2 separate regions of the Hordeum vulgare genome follow, and region 2 is linked to region 1. The links are chromatin contacts, called in public Hi-C maps. All regions are on one chromosome and are shown on one strand. Each heading gives the region's core, a stretch centred on a gene start, on an enhancer-like site or on the middle of the called end of the contact. The rest is flanking DNA. Distances are from core to core; before and after follow the strand shown.

Region 1 (5,456 bases), core at 1,212-3,711:
GCCTGCAAAAGCTTACTCCATGACACATTGGTGGGCTCGGGGATGACCTCACGCTCTAGCGATCCTCTTGTCCTGGTCTTCTTACACAAAAGAGAAAAGCTTTAGGAATGGCTTTGGAAACTGGCGGTGGCCCTCCTCCCTTAGCATGAAAGGGGAACGCTTTCTTATCCGTGCCCGCGTGTACACCTCCTGGCACCGCTTGGCGTGGCGCGCGTCACCCATGTGGCACCGCAATGTCGTTCGACCCGTCGGGCCACCTTTGCCCGCCCCGCCCCACGAGAGTCCCGAGGGTTGCCTCGGGGGGGGGGGGGGGGTCCCTCGCGAGGCGGGCTTTGACGTGGTACCCGTCATCGTCCGCGGGGTCCTCCCCGAGAGGGAGGGGAGGGGGGAGGGTCCTCGCCAGTATCTTGGTCACGAAGTCCGAAAACGGATCACGGTGGTCCCCGACATGAGTTGTGCGTGGGCCTACATGCAGACGGACTTGGATACCCGCGGTCCGACGGGCCCGACAAATTTGGTTCGATTTATTTTTGGCATGTTTTTCTATTTGTTTTTAAAATGCAGAGGGTGATCCTGGGGATATATCACAACATACAACATTTCAAATGTGAGTGTAGAATTGTTTTGTAATCGATGTTTTTTGTTCCTCCCAATTTTTTTTTGGATTTGTCTGTAAACTGCTGGCTGATTCGACAAACGAGATTAAGTCCACAATTACAGTCGCAATTCCCATATATGATTGGGTCAAAAATATAGCAATGCATGATTAACAATGTTGAAATGGAAGAAATACTCACCCGCACAAAAAAATGGAAGAAATACTCAACTTAGGGGGTGTTTGTTTCCAGGGACATTTTGGTGTAGGGACTAAAAAAAGTCCCATGTTAAACAAACAGGAGGGACTTTTAGGGACTAAAAGAGGGTATTTGGGACTATTTGGAGAAGTCCCTATGGGATGGTCTTTTGGGGACTTTTTGGCACTTTTTCCAACAATGCCCCTACTTTTAGCATGTCATTTAATAACTACTACTACATCACTAAGGGTAACATGGTCTTTTTGCATGTCATTTAATGACCTCTAGTCCCTATTTAGAGGGTGCTTGGATCCAAGAGACTAAAACTAGTCTCTTTAAGAGGCTAAAGTTCCAAGCACCCTTGACTAAAGAGAGGCTAAAACTAGTCTTGAGGCTAAAATCTTTTAGTCAGGGGTACCCCTACTAAAATGTGCATTAGTCCTCTCTCTCTTCATTTAACTCCTCATGCAAGTTCTGGATTGGAGGGTTTGGAGGATAATAAATACTCATTAACTGATTTTAGTCTCTTTAGTACTTGAATCCAAGCATCGGTGAGGCTAGCAAGTTTTAGTCTCATTACTTTTAGTCATGGGACTAAAACGTATCCAAGCACCCTCTTAGTCTCTGGAAACAAACGGGTAGGGACTAGGGACTTTTAAGTCTCCCCTAATAATAAAGCACGCATCGCTTCTGTCGTCCGTCGTCGGTCATTTTGCAGAAAAGCCCTCGCAGTTTCAGTTAATTAACCCACAGTCCAACTTTAAGTCAGAACGAACCGTTTTCTGTCGTTTTGCAAAAAAATCCTCACAGTTTTAGATAATCAACCCGCGGTCCATCTTTTAGTTAGAGCCGAACCGTTTTTTTGCATTTTATAGAAAACTCCCTGATGTTTCAGGTAATCAACCCGCCGTCCCTATTTAAGTCAGCCGAAACGTTTTTTTGTTTTAACAAAAAAACCCTGACTTTTTAGTTAATCAATCAATATTTTATCTAAAACAAAATTATCCATATCTTTTAAACCGTAACTCCGATTTTAACATGTTATATATGAAATTTGATTGAAAAAATGTATAGAATCTAAACAGAATGTTATTTTTAGCTGTTGAATACTTATTAAATATTATTTTTGGTGCAAACTTAATCTGTAGTGCACACTCTTTTTTTTCTCTCTTTACGACGACCATACGAATTGCAATAAATATCCATTAAATTAAAATCAAATTGAGAGGAAAGAAACATCGTTAACCACACATGCACACCTTTGGAAAATCTCATGGGGAGAAACAACATATTTCTCATCTTATTTCGAGTGATTGTACATTCAAACGCGTTTTCGTTGTGTGAGCACTAAGGTCATCGTCGACAACACAAATGTGACGCCATGCGAAAATATATTATGTTCAAAGCATGTGTTATTTTCTCTTCCGTTGCAACGCACGGAATTTTTGCCAGTTGAAACTAAAAAAAAAAGTTCCGGAACTTGTGAAATAAAGAGGGCCTTAATAGGTACGAGACAACTGGTCTGACGTGTGTGCATACACCATGAAGGTACTACTAGTAGTGAGATTTGACATTTCATCCATCCATGAAGGTACGTATCCCGCCCGCCCACAGCCACAAGCTTCACTGCGATTTATGGCGCCCACCAACCGGCGACCGAACCAGCCAAAGCCTTGGCAGCACCAATTTCTCGTTTCTCCCACCATAGTCAAAACGCCGCCCCCTCTCCACCATCCTCCTGTGCGCCGCTTGCCAGCCTGCCTGGCTGTCTCTCTGTCGCCCTGTCTCTCTCGCCGCAGAGGTCAAACCAAAAGCAGGCAGCACGCACACCACCGCTCCCCTCCCCTCGCTCTCCAATGGCGGCTCCCTCCCTCCTTCAAAACCACCGCCCCTTCCTCTCCTCCTAGTACCCCTACCAGTCAGAGGGAAGAAGAGGCGGGTGTCACGTATACTACGTAGTACACAAGCGTTTTGTGTGAGGTCCCAGGGGGCGAATCTGCCGGGTGTCGGCGCTCATGGAGGGGATGTGGAGGAAGGCCAAGAGGGCGATGGGCATTGGCCTCTGCGCGCACCTCCCCGCCGTCGCCGGCGACCGGGAGGACTGCGCCAGCGAGCGCCGCGCGTCCGACGCCTTCTCCCAGGACTCGGCGGCGCTGGCGGCGGCGGCGGCGCACGCGTCCGCGCCCAATACGCCGGCGCAGGCGGAGGCAGCCGGTGCGCTGCTCCGCAGGTCCAAGTCGGGAGCCAAGTCCTCCAAGGTGAGCCCTTTCTCCCACATCCCTCCTTCTGCCCGGCCATTGCGTTAAGATTTGTCCTTGGTTTGCGTGCGGGCTACTCGGACATACTACAGTACTACGCTAGATGTGAAATGCCGCGGTCACCACAGGCTTCCCCTACAAGTGGTTGAGTCCAGGTGTTGGTTGGAGCAATGTGGTTTCACCAGTGGAAGATTTAGGTCCAGATGTCGTTCTTCTTGCCGGCAATTTTTGGTTGGAGTGATGGCAGTTCCGTTTTGGTCTATCTTGATTTGCGTCTAGCAACAGTTTTGTATGCATCTGACTTTTTTAATTGGGAGCATCATGTTTTGTCTCAGAACTCCACCTGTACTAGTAATTAGATTTGCCATTTCATTTTGCTTTTATTGTTTTCTTTTTCTGTCCCCGGAGGAAGACGAGTCGGCAGATTCTCACAAAAAAGTTTCATTTGCATATTTGATGATTTTGTCAATCTATTTCTTTTTAACATTGCTCCAAGGGAATATCCCAATTTTGTTTGCACATGCCCATTGACAAAATAATGCTAGTCTGTTTGTGCCATATTCTACACCACCATAATTTTTCATATCCTGTCGCTCTCTTCTTCACTACATATAGGTAGATTTCTAACATAGTTGCAATTTTTTTGGTATCGACTTACGGTCAATTCCACTTGCTCTTTTTTCTGTGGGATAAACGTAGCTTAACGTAAGCTTCATTTCAATCGTCTCTACTTGTTCCTGCCCGAAAGGGAAAGTTGGCCTCTCTGGTCAACAATATCCACATGGTCACGTGTATCATCTTACCATCACGTTTCTTAATTTGCTAAAGGCGAACCCTTCCAACTTGAGCTGTTATCCATTACCAGGAACGCTGAATGGCCAGCCTTGCATTACATTTTATTGGCATTTTTATTTTTGTTATCTTGTATTACTAGCTTGTCATGGCAAGCACGTGATTGCTTTGAATGGTCCAAGATCTGATTTTTTCTTACATTAATCACTATTTTTTTTTGTGCGGTGGTGACGATTCGTTGATGCCTTTATCGATGGGTTCACACTTTATAGTTTACTAGTAGTATGTATGACTTGGTTAGATGTTGTACAAGAATTGGCCAGCAACTTCCCTAGGATCTCCTCAATATGTTCTTTGGGAGAAGGATCTCCTAAAAGGGTTGACATTTATCTGCATGGTGTTAGCTTGGCGGTGCTCAATTTGCTTGCCTTGGTCAGAACTCAGAAATAAATGGAAAACATTTCAGAGAATAAAAACCAGGTTTATTATTTATTGCGATGCTTACATTACTCATCACTGCCTTTGCAAACGCTAAATATGCAATGTTTGCAAATCTTTGCCAAGAAATTTATTTTTGTGTGCGAAGTTAGGTAGGGCCTCTACTTGTGGCATAGTGTGATGCTTGAACTAATGTCTTCCTAACTTGTTTAAGAGTTGCCAAACTGTACAGCTGGAAAACCACAATGACAGAAATGCTGATTCCATTGGTTTTTGTGGTGTCGGCAGTCCCTGATAAATACAACTAGGAGCTACTTTAGCATAGTGATGTATGGATTTTTATCAGCAATTTTATGTTGACTAGCATTTGTGGTAGGTATTGTCTAAAGTTGTCCCATTTTATGCTTTGGTCAAACCAATATTAGTTGGAACCTATACAGCAGTGCTGATAAACAGATGCATCCATTAAGCACTAGAGGACAGTTGAATTTGATCGTGGTTTTGTCAAACTCCTAAAATAAGTCCCTAATTGTTATCCTTTGACCTTTATTATGTATTGCAATAGTATGTTTTGCACTTCTATTTATCTTTTCATGTGATGTGCTGGTTGGTTTTCTGTGTTAGTTTTATTATGAAAATACAGTAAAGAAAATAGTACCAACCTTGGAAAAATCCTTTTGTCTATTCCACTATATTTAGAAAATATGAAAATTATAATTATAATATTGGTACACTGGTGATAATTATAATGAAAAATTGGACATGGTTGAGAATTGAGACCACCTAACGAGAGGGTGGGTGGGAGGATATAGCATGCAGAGTGGCCTTGAATAAATGTTCAAATGCATGCATGAGGTTGAGACACAGCTACAAATCTACAAGTTGATTGAGATGAGCTTTTGTTTTCCTTGTGGTCAACGTTCCGAAATAAATACCTTCCAAAAGATTTGGTGGTTCTTGGCAAGACCATTCATTCATTAGAATAGGCTCGTTAATGAAGGTAGGTTCTTGACAACAGCCCCATCATCCTAATAAAATATGGAAAACCATCCTAATATTAGTTGAATGAAATCCGACTGCGTGTGAACAAGGAGTACCTTTGTAAGCTGCTTGTAGATTTGGAAGCTTTAGGATAAATGTTTCCTACCATTTCTATAGTGTTTAATTATCAGCT
Region 2 (5,456 bases), core at 1,316-3,815, 160 kb before region 1:
ACTAAGTGATACAATCAAATGCTAAGCTTATGGTTGGGTCTTGTCCATCACATCATTCTTCTAATGATGTGATTCCCGTTATCAAATGACAACTTGTGTATACGGTTAGGAAACCTTAACCATCTCTGATCAACGAGCAAGTCTAGTAGAGGCTCACTAGGGACACGGTGTTGTTTAAGTATCCACACATGTATCTAAGTTTCCTGTCAATACAATTCTAGCATGGATAATAAACATTTATCATGAACTAGTAGATATGATAATAATAAATTTATTATCACCTCTAGAGTATATTTTCAACAGTTGCATCACATGATCTTTGGATTTGACATGCTTTTTTGGCATGTCGAGGTCTCACAATGACATCAATGTGCTGCAATGATTTCCATTGTTTACTAGGATATTTGAAGGAAAAGCTATTCCTTGCCACTATACTGTCAATAGACATGAGTACAACATGGTCTACTACCTGTAGGGATGTAATGGATCGGAACATATCGGATCGGATAATGTGTTTACCATATCCTTTACCATATTTTTTTGTTGGATTCGGAGCAGAGCAGAAAATAACTGAATGCAGATTCGAATACGGATTATATCGGACTACAGATTCGGAGCGGATGCACAGCGGATTCAAATAAAAAACGGATAAAAGAATATCGGATGGTATGTGTAAAGAGACATGATTTATTTATACTATGCAATAGTATGAAAATACATTTCCATCCAAGCACATAACACTATAGAAAGTGGTGTTTTAAAGTTATAACTCACATGATATAGTAACAATATGTAGTACCGATAAACTCATACTATTTTGTAGTCTATTAAGATGAATCCTACTCTACTTGACTACTAGAAATTAAGTTGGTGTTCATACTTATATATGCATGAAAAAAAGCAAGCACTACTAGTGTTCATACTCGAAATTCCAACGTGTAAATGTATGCAAACCACCGTCCGGACGTACCACCGGCGTATACGTACGCAATCACAAACCTCCGTCTGATGCGCCGCCGATGTATATATACATCATCATGTATGGTTATAGTGTAGATCATGGCCGCAACCAATACTGATTTCGCTCACGATGATTTACCAGACTACCACCACGACCCGTTGTGCATGTTGAGAAGAGGAGTTGCACCTGCATGGCGTAGATACATTCATGCATAAAACATACATACTAGTGACACACGTGAGAACTTAGGCTTCTCAATCGGACTAAATTTATCAGATAATCCTATTTGACAACCTCAAATAATCTACAAAAAAGATCGGATAATCCATATCCGTCGGATATTACCAATACCATATCCATCAAATATCCGGCTGAGCAAAATCCGTATCCGCATCCATATCGTCGGATTTGTGTAAGTGCATACCATATCCTACAAAACTGATACGAGAGCGGATTCGGAACGAAAGTTATCCATACCATTTACATCCCTAACTACCTGGTTGACGGTATCTTTCATCCGTGGCTACCTTTGTGAGCATCATCTCAAACCCACATGGCCAGAAAAAGTCACACTTTGCCCCCAAACAGGAAGCAGATAGAAAGTATCAAGAAGGCATTCAGAGTTCTGCACGACCATTTTGTAGTTGTTTGTGGACTTGCGAAACAATAAGATCTGCAGACCTTGTGGAAGGTGATGACATGTTGGGTGGTCATACATAATATGATCGTCGAGAGTTAGGATGACGATGATGCCGCAGCTCTGACATGGGTGATCGTGTCCAACTTCCGAAACATAATCCAATCACATTCGAAGAGTTTATCCAAATGGATCAACAAATTCGACATCGAGTAATTCACGAGTAGATGAAGAAATATCTGATTGAGCAACAGTGGGCGGTAAAAGAAGACAATTGTTGAAATATAATATTTGAACTTTTTAAATTTTGAACTAGTGTTGCATGTGTCTATTTGAACATTTGTACCTTTTGCATGCGGATATTTTATCATGGGAACTTAGAAAAAGAAATGAGGAAGGTCAAATGTATGTCGCTAGCGTTGTATGCGTATCTATGTTTGTGGACTGACTCCCTATTCACGAACGAACGTCGGATAAAATTTATGAATTGTCGTTGGAGATGCTCCACAAGAGATTGCCAGCATCCGTTTCATAAAAAAGAAAGAAGATGATGAGTGTTTCCCGATGCATGTTTAGCGTTTTTATCATTGTACGTGCTCCTACCTACCAGGTCAAACAATGTATAAAAACACAAAAATCATGCATGATTAGTTGTAGGTGTTGTCTCGTTTATATCAGCGTCCCATCATCGTCGTTTTCTTTATTTTTTGAGAAAACCCCATCATCGTCAGTTGACCCACACCACACCGTTGAGCCTTTAGACAGCCCACGAAGGCTGGGTAAACTTCCCGCTGCCGTTTCCGTAGGATGAGCCTTTTGACAGTCGAGCTTAACAGAGATCGTCTCACCCCTTTGTCATAAAGGCCATGCCACTTTTGTGGCAGAAAGTGAGCACTACTAGTACTAGCTAGCTACGCGTACTACTCGAGCCGAGCACAGAAAAGAAAAGGGCACACCTAGACGACCTAGGAAGCTAGCTACTGTACCCACCCATTAATCTAGACGGTTAAGCCATGATTCTCGCGCGCAGCGCTGCCATCATGGCGCTAATTGCACGCACGCTCCGCTTTGCGTCGCATCGATCATCCATCACCTAGTAGTATCAGTAGAGTACCTCTCCTCTCTCGCCGGATTTACTGCTCACGCGGATGCTCGGTTTAGCTAGGCAGGTTCCTTTCTGCGATCGCGATATGGCCTAAACCAGTAAAGTATGCCCTCGGTGCGTCGATCCGGTGATGGTCGAAAGATTAAAACGGATGAGAGGGTGATGGGTCGAGATTTGGGTGTGGGCTTTTAGCGGTGTGCGCGGAAATCAATCAATCAGGATGCCTCGTGCAGCGCTGCAGACGGACGGGGTCGTCGGAATCTCGGGCTGGGATTGCCCTCACGTGCGTTCCTTCCTGCTCATCGTAAGTAAATTCATATCCCCCGCCGCTGCCTATACGCTGCCCACTTTACATTCCGCAGATGTATATAATCGTATTTCTCCCGTAGAGTTGGTACGAATGGCCAGCGGACCAACAAGTGCACTCCACCAGACCCGACCCACCTTTTTGTGCCGAGAGCTTGCAAAATAATACCACTCCGGGCGTTAATTTCTTTCTTCCCGGCGTAGCGTACTACACTAAACCGGACGTGGTAGACTATCTGCAAACTAATTAAGGCGCACCAGTTTCATATACAATCAAGCTGTACGTCTTCATGGGCTTAATGGCTACTAAGACCTTCTCCAACAGCGCCGCAAAACAAACGCCACGTTTAAAAATATTCCTTTTTAGCGCGCGCGCGACGCGGCGGGATGCTCCAGCGGGCGCGAAAAACCGCGCGCGTGCTAAAACAAGTTGGGCGCGCTGTCCATAGCCTCATCCCGCGCTGGTAATTTGGAGCGCACACTTCCGCGTGCGGCAGACTCAAGCACGCGAACTTTCTCTTTTTCTTTCTCCTTCGCACCGCGCGCGCCGGCCCCAGCGCCCCTGCCACCATGGACGCGCAGACCGGCACCCCGCTCACCCCGCTGTACAGCCGCGAGCCCCCCGCCGCCGCCGCCGAAAACCCTAGCGCGGCGAGCGTTGGCGCCGCCGCCGCCAAAAACCCTAGCACGGCGAGCGTTGGCGCCGCCGCCGCCGAAAACCCTAGCGCGGCGAGCTTTGGCGCCGCCACCGCCGAAAACCCTAGCACGGCGAGCGTTGGCGCCGCCACCGCCGGAGCTCCGCCGACCGTCGGCCTCGCGCGCAGCCTCTTCTTGCCGCCGCGGATGACCACGCCGACGGGTGGCGTCGCGCCGACGCCGTCCCGTGCCGCCGCCGTCCTGTCCCGTGCCGCCGCGGTGGGGTTGAAGAAAGGAAAAAACAACTGGCAAGAAGAAGGCGGCGGACGGTTCCGGGAGCTCGAAGACGAAGAAGAAGCATGGGATGCATGGGTGCACCTCCGGCCGCCATCGGATGCATGGGTGGCTTTGGAGCACCCTCCGACGCTATGGCCGTCATGGGAGGCATGAGTTTTGCTTCTCCCATGGGAGGCATTGGTGCACCTCCGGCCGCCGTTGAAGATCTTACCAACACCGTCGGAGCTTCACGTGATGCGGTGCGTGATGAGGTTAGGGAGGAAGATTCATCTACGGTGGCGGAAGAATCGTCTTTGAAAAATGAGGACGAAGACAAGGAAGATGAACCTGTTTGCATTTGGAACTTGGTTGGATGAACTTGTGGGCATGAACTTTTATGCATCTCAACTTGTTTGTGTCAAATTCACATGTTTGCATTTTTGCGCGCGCTGCATTTTAGCGCCGCTGCTGGAGCCAGCGTTGCGCGACGCGTCAAACCAGGCGAAGCGCGCGCGGCAAATTAATTTTTTGGGCACGGCGGAAAGCGCGGCTGTTGGAGATGCTCTAACCCGAGTTGAATTCACACAACCAGAAAAAAAAACTAACCATAGTGCATATGTCAAACGTGACAGTGGATGTACAGCCATCATGGGCCGTCGTCATCTTCTCAATGATGAAGGGTTTCGGTTGTGAGTAGGTCACACACAACACGGTTGGCCGTTGTGGATCAGGACGCTATTCCGTGACCGAGGATGCGAGAAATGGGTGCGGATTTGGTCGCGTGGATGCTTTCAACCCAATCTGGTCGCATTTGACAAGTTTGCAGCAAACGGCGGCGCCACTGGTATTTTACAACACGTGTTCTATGAAGTTCGTACTTGTGGAAATACCCATTCCCGGATACTATGTAGGAAGGGGATTACTATTTTTTTTAGTACACTCAGTTCTTTTTTCGTGGAATACCAGTATACGAAGTTCGCGGAGTATACTTCGGAAGAAGCCGTACAGGATGGTCAGCGTGAACATAGGGTGGTCATACTTTTCTTCCGTGGCTGCTGTGAAGATGACGGATGTTGGTATCAAATTTGGGGATGTTTTTCTATCTTTTCAGTTTTATTATGTAGAATTTATACTTTAATCTTTATGATATAAATGAGATACATATTATCAAATAAAAAAAAAAAATAAAGCGCCCTTCAGCGGCTAATAATCCTCTTTTGCCCTACCGTAGCAACTAATTCCTCGGTGCGGCGCTCTCTAATTTTGGGTCAAAGTTTAATTATACATTTACCTAATATTTCACCAACCTTTTTATAATATACTGTGGTTCATATTTTGTTAATTACTAGTAGTAAATTAGCCAGTGCAATGCGACGGGAGAAAAAATAAACACCACACTTTTCTAACCCAATAATCATGAGTCAAGACTCCAATAGGTTCACGCCTTTTTTTTAATGTTGTCAATTCAAGACATCTCTCTCTCTCTCTCGGCTTTAGTGAGAAAACTACTTTTATTTTCCTCTCCGGTTCTCGCG

Evidence for each region. A called contact is a pair of places that touch in the nucleus more often than the background predicts.
Region 2: a Hi-C map of seedling shows a contact between it and region 1, with 4 times the contacts expected there. The contact joins the enhancer-like site here to the promoter of LOC123402752 in region 1. A contact is called at or near these places in 1 of 6 Hi-C or Micro-C datasets (seedling) and 1 of 1 datasets of contacts at active chromatin or transcription factors (embryo).

Annotation. Positions count from the first base shown.
Region 1 is chr6H:368,560,846-368,566,301 of MorexV3_pseudomolecules_assembly, reverse strand. It overlaps LOC123402752 (E3 ubiquitin-protein ligase WAV3-like), which reads left to right and starts at 2,461. Exons shown (of 2, transcript XM_045096705.1): 1 at 2,461-3,052. The coding sequence starts at 2,810.
Region 2 is chr6H:368,725,925-368,731,380 of MorexV3_pseudomolecules_assembly, reverse strand. No RefSeq gene overlaps it. Among protein-coding and RNA genes, the nearest start is that of LOC123402752, 160 kb to the right of the region's middle. Within about 2 kb of position 2,565, at least 3 of the 3 cell types and tissues checked have open chromatin away from gene starts, as enhancers often do. A contact at or near this core is called in seedling, where this site is marked.